Regions from separate parts of the Drosophila melanogaster genome. Here region 2 is linked to region 1. The links are chromatin contacts, called in public Hi-C maps. All regions are on one chromosome and are shown on one strand. The core of a region is the stretch at or near the end of the contact, and the rest is flanking DNA. Distances in the headings are between cores, read along the strand shown. Region 1 holds the start of lncRNA:CR44974 (long non-coding RNA:CR44974). Region 2 holds the start of lncRNA:CR44868 (long non-coding RNA:CR44868).

Region 1 (2,998 bases), core at 361-2,860:
GCTGAGAATTTGCCCGAATCCTGCCCAACAGCAGGTGAGTGATGCCGGCCAATTGGCCCATTCGATTTGCAGCAGGTGCAGGGTTCAAAAGTTCGTGAACTTGCTTTTTAAGCCATTTCCTTTAGACCCCGTTTTCTCCATCGATATTGTAGCAGTCGAAAAGTAATGGAAAAAAAACGTGAGCAGCGACGTCGACGTTTTTGCCTCTTTCTCTCTCTGTTCCCCTGCCCCTCTCGCGCTCTCTTCCGCGCCTTCTCTTTGCGCGCGCAGCTGTCATCGCTGTCAGCAGCGCGCGCCGACGTCGGGTTCCCGCGCGCGGGAAATCATCAAGTTCAATCGATTCTAATTTGGCCGAATTGAACGGGATTTTCGATTTTAGTGAAAAATCAGATTCTGCGAGTTTTGATCTTTCAATTGGTTATAGGCACGCATGGTTTTTCATTTAGCTTACCTGATTTATAAGCGCTCGAAGTTGGTGCCAAAAATGCTCGAATGTTAATCGATGAAAACAACAAAGTGGCAGTGGTTTGTTTGGTTTCAAAGCAGCGTTACCACCTAGTTCGACCTCAGTCATCTTGTCATATGTTATTTGGCTGCAGTTCATAAAAACTACTAGAAAAGCATATTAAACCATGTAATTTCAGGCTTCTGAAGAATAAATAAATAATTAAAATTTTAAAGATTTATGAATACCCTTCAAGATAAATTTATTTTAACCTTGAATTGATTTTGGAGCGCTTTAAAAATATATTAAAAAAAATAGTTTCATATTAAAATTTAAATATTTATTTTCTGAAGGTCATATTTGAATTAAAATTGGCATATGACATAGAAATAAATCTTAGGTATTTATATATAACCACGATATATCCGACTAAATCCGCCCTTCTGGCATCCTCGTCAGCTGTTTTTCGACCACCCAGCTGACTGGACGTCGAACCTCCAATTGTAGTCTGACTAGCCTGTTGGGGACTGGGGACTCCAATTGCAGACTCCATTCAATAAAATGCCAAGCTTGCCACCAGCGGCTTCATCGCCCCGTCTCGCTTTCTCACGCTCTGTTCTTTGCGCTGGAGATGCTCGCCCCATCTCCGTCCCTCCCCTAGAGTACAACAAAGTTGCCCCCTGTGTTTGTTGCATTTTTTGGCGCTTCGGATCCGCCTGTTTTGGCGCGTTCCTCATGCACACTCGCCGCAGTCGACGTCGCTGCTTTTGATACCCAGTTCCACCAATTTTTTTTTCGGTTCCAAAGCGATCACTTTGCTGCCGCCGCTCCGCTGCTCGTGAAGTTTTTTCGTGGCCGGCGACGACGACGACGAAAAACTCTCGAAAAACGTTGTTCAATTCCCTTTAAGAAAAACAAGTGAAAACACCGGGGATATTATGTTAAGCATTTTTCCGCTTACTAGAAGGTAAAACCAATTGCACAATGGTTTTAGTGGATAAAAGGCAATACGTTATTCAGAGTGGAATAAAATTTATGACGCGTGTGCGGTGACAAGTGTGTGTGGAACAGTGAAGGAAAGAGCGGGAGAGAATGCTGCGTTTGCCGTCGTGTCTTTGCATTTTTTGCTACAAATACAACATCCTCTTATAAGAAAATTGACACGCTGTAGGATTTAACCGTTGCTTTCTGATTGGCAAGAGACGGGGTGTCCAACTACAAATTGTCTCCCCCACACAGTGTTTTAGTGTTCCCCCTATAAGGAAAAGTGTCCTATTAGAATTAAACCGTTATCCAATGGGAACAAATTGGAAAATCCTATGAAATAAATGAAAGCTTCTAATCACGTCTAAAAGTGCACTGAGTTTCTAATGCGTAACGGGAGTTCAGTGAACTATTACAGCTTTTCTTACTATAGAAGGCTTGAGATGCAGCTTATGGTTTACCCTGCTGTTTGGGCCAACTTTCTAATCTTTCTCCCGCCCGAATTGCACTTTTTCCCGCCATTCGCATAGATTTTGGGCGGTAAAACAAAACTGCCCCAGCCCAAACGCCTAATTCGCGCCACTTTGCGTTTCTCCATTCTTTTCCCATGCTCATTTCATTTTTATACGCTTCCTCCAATGACACACACACAAGCACAAACTTGGAAGAAATGCGCTCGCTAAGAGAGAGAGTAAGCTCTCTTTCTCTCGCTCTCTTCCGTTTTATTCCAATCAGAACAGCGAGTCAAGTTATTTTCCCCTTCCCAACACCAACAACAAACAAAAACGTTTTAGTACTGCGCTCTAAAACGGAAAAAAAGAGAGCATTTGACTGCGACGTCGAAAAAATTCGGAAAATCGCCGATCAGTCGACGGACCTTTCGAAAACTTGACGAACACGAAGCAGAGGTTCAAAGCAAAATGGAGTAAACGAGTGAAGAACAAAATAATGAATTATGTCAAAAGTGGCGCAAATATCTTTGGTACACGAAGAAAAAGATTGGTAGTGGCATTTAGCCCTTACCCACAATCTACGTACATACATATGTATGTATGTTTACATATGTAGAATTAATAATAGTATTTTAATTATTGTAAAATCGTGGTTATATTTATTTTTGTGAGTAGTTACTCTATGTACGTGCTCCCAACCAATGAGTGAGCGAGATAGACTGCCAAGTGGAGAATGGAGTTCATTGATATTTCTCGGCGTTTTGCTTTCGCTTCCCCTTCGTCTCCACCTTGCTTCGCGCCATCTTCGTTCTTTCCTCTTCTCCTCTGCTTCCATTTACCTGCCACATTCATTTTGTTGTTGTTTTCTTCGCAATTTTTGCTTTCTTCTTTATTTTTTGCATTCTTTTGACGTTTTTTAGTTTGCGTGTTCGCTTTTTGCGCCGTTAAACTTTTGGAGCGATCGCGGCGGGGGTGTGCGTGGGGGGTGGGTGGTGTATTGTTGATGGGGTGGATTTTTGTATACTTAATTTTTCGATTATGTCATGATCGTGCCGAAAATCAGCCGCTTATGTTTAGATTTGGCCAGTTTAAACCATGGGGAAATAAATTGTTTTTC
Region 2 (2,700 bases), core at 76-2,575, 170 kb before region 1:
GGTCGCCTGTTCTATAAGCAAACTATTTAAAATGTTTTAAACTTTTCCATCCGAATTGTTGTTAAATTTTGATATAAACAAAATAAAAACATTTACACCCATTGGCGCCGACCGGTACTTGTTTATGATCGAGGCAACGGAGCGTATGCGTAATATGTACAAACGCACGTATATACGAAAAGCGTACTAAATTGCCCTTTTGTTGTTGCTCTCCTCGCTTTATGCCGTCCCTCTCACATCCACTGGGAGACTACGGCGTAACGGTGAATCCGTAAGCTTCTAGGAAATACGGTATTATTTTGTACTAATTCGAATAGGCGAGCAGCGTTTAAAAGCATGGCGACGTCTACCCACTGATAAGTGGCATTATGACTGAACCCACACAGCTACATACGCTCGTTCACATACAGATATGGGTTTGTGTTCAGATAATGATTGTGTGCGCACGTGTATTGAAATAATATATGCATACGTATATGTATTCGTCTGTTTGCTTTTTATACCAATGGGGGGGTCTGGGACTGGGGTAATTTGCTTATTGGCACTCTCACAAAGCTTTAGACTAATTTGCCTAAACATATAAGCACTGAAAGAAACTATTTTTATTTTTAAGTCGTAATCTGACTTATTCACATTACATATATATATATATATACATACATATGTATGTACATTTATTGAAAAAATGTATGCAATTTTTAAAAGATATCTGTCGACTATATTGTAAAACACAAAGAAAACAAGATTTCAGTTTTTTTAAACAATATATTTTTGTAAATTGGTTAGTTTAAAGCTTATACACGCATGCCTGCTTTTTTAGTTTTTTATTATTAACGGAATATTATTAGGAACAAGTTATAATATACAGTTTTTAGTTGTACCTATTAGGCAACGAAAAAATTGAAATCGTTGCTTTAAAGCTTAATTTTGTTTGAGTTCTTAACTAATTGTTTTCTCCAAGTGCACAGTAAAAATCAAATTTATCCATAACGTAAGTACTTCCACCAGATCACTGAACGCCTGGGATTTTGGATAAATGGTCAGCGTGGAAGAGCGGCGATACAAACGGAAAGTGCTTTCCTAGGCTCCCCGGATACAAAATGTATCTGAAGCTATTGCCCAACGGCTGATTCGGGAACTTGGAAATTCTAGGGCTAGTGACGACATCATTCTCGATCTCTTTCCAGCTGTGTGTGTCACAGCTTGTGAGCGGGGTCTCTGCCCCTCCGCTGCGGCCACTCTGCTCCATAGCTCGGTTACACAAGTCAAATTCAACCTTGGCACTTATTCACTCGAGTGGAGCGTGCGAGATGCACTCGACAAACGACTTTCAAATGGTTTCTGGTCGCTTGGTATGAAAAGTTTATAATTTCGTATTTAACAAAAAAATAATGTTTTTTCGCGTGAGGAGGGGTATGCGATCATTAAAGTTTATAAACATTTCCAGTGCCGCTCTTGCTTTTCGAGCGTTTTCTATGGAAAACGACAAGCTACCCATTAATGATGTTTAGCAGCTGAGATGTAGTCATGCATTTTACGGTTCGGAATAACAATTTGTTGCTCGGTAAATATAATACTAAGTTCACTGTTGCTACCATGCCATAAGCTACAGGAAAACTTCGATATGATGAGCACAATTCTTAGTTATGGAATCGAAAATACAATACAAATTCAAATTCTACAGTGAAATTGTAATACAATTATAATTAAAAATGCGGTAAGCTAACCGTTATTTTTAAAACTGCTTTTTACTTTATTTACTTATAATATGTATAATAATTCCAAAATTTAATTTACTGAGAAAGTGAGAATATATTTTTCCCCTATCTAGTGCGTACTGTGAAACTGATTGCAGAGGCAATCAAAAGTGTAAGTGTGTCAGCGGTCTCTCTGCCGCTGAACACGAGCAACTTGTCTCCCTCTCTTATTCCACTCACCCTCTCACTCAGACTTGTTCCGTTCGCAGTTCGCTCGCTGTTTCTCTCTCACCACCAACTGCCGTCTCTCTTACTCTCCCACCACCGGGGCGGTCAACGATCTCCGAAATTTGGAGCCCGGGTTCGTTGACCCGTCGAAAAAGAAAGCACCGTTTCTACAGCGTCACGCGCTGAGTTGTCTGATCGCCTGGTAGGCGCAACAGGCGTCTGATTTTTCTTTCAATCGTCGATCGGTGGGTGCCAGTGGTTTTGGTGGTGCTGCTTGTGCTGCTTGTGCTGCTGGGGCCCTCGATGGGTCAGGGACGGGCCCTGAACATGACACCGTTGGCGGCCACTCAACTTGGAGCGTTGAACCTTGGGCCAATCGGGGTCAGCGAACGCGCCCAAAAAAGTGGGTCAGCGAAGAGCATCCAACGCGCAGCCGTCCGGATGAAATTCACTTTCGTTTTTTATGTAGAAATCGATAGCCGGCTTTGCTCGACGACCAGGCGAACAGACAGCGCTAGTGAACGAAATGTATCTGAATCCACACTGCGTTCGTATCTGCAAATGTATCTGTATCTGCCATGTACAGTGGACGCAATCAATGAAAAAACATTCGCACTCGATGAGATTGTTTTATAGAACAAAATCTTGCGGAAATTTAATATCTCCCAGATTTTTAAAAACTTGATATATCTGCACATCACATATCCATATACCTTGTTTTGTTGTTTGTTATTATTTGAAACATCCGTACAAATTTGTCAAATTATATTTATAC

The links. A called contact is a pair of places that touch in the nucleus more often than the background predicts.
Region 2: a contact with region 1 is called in a Hi-C map of the Kc167 cell line, with 2.8 times the contacts expected there. A contact is called at or near these places in 7 of 107 Hi-C or Micro-C datasets (the Clone 8 cell line, the Kc167 cell line, the S2 cell line and 1 more) and 3 of 7 datasets of targeted methods (the Kc167 cell line and the S2 cell line).

Annotation. Positions count from the first base shown.
Region 1 is chr2L:15,744,869-15,747,866 of dm6, reverse strand. It overlaps lncRNA:CR44974 (long non-coding RNA:CR44974), which reads right to left and starts at 1,610. Exons shown (of 2, transcript NR_124289.1): 1 at 1,407-1,610; 2 at 867-1,348. All of the region lies in intron 1 of CycE (Cyclin E), which reads left to right.
Region 2 is chr2L:15,911,183-15,913,882 of dm6, reverse strand. It overlaps lncRNA:CR44868 (long non-coding RNA:CR44868), which reads right to left and starts at 1,325. Exons shown (of 1, transcript NR_124298.1): 1 at 774-1,325. The region is part of intron 2 of beat-Ib (beaten path Ib); the gene reads left to right. lncRNA:CR44867 (long non-coding RNA:CR44867) reads right to left here and starts at 2,192. Exons shown (of 1, transcript NR_124297.1): 1 at 1,821-2,192.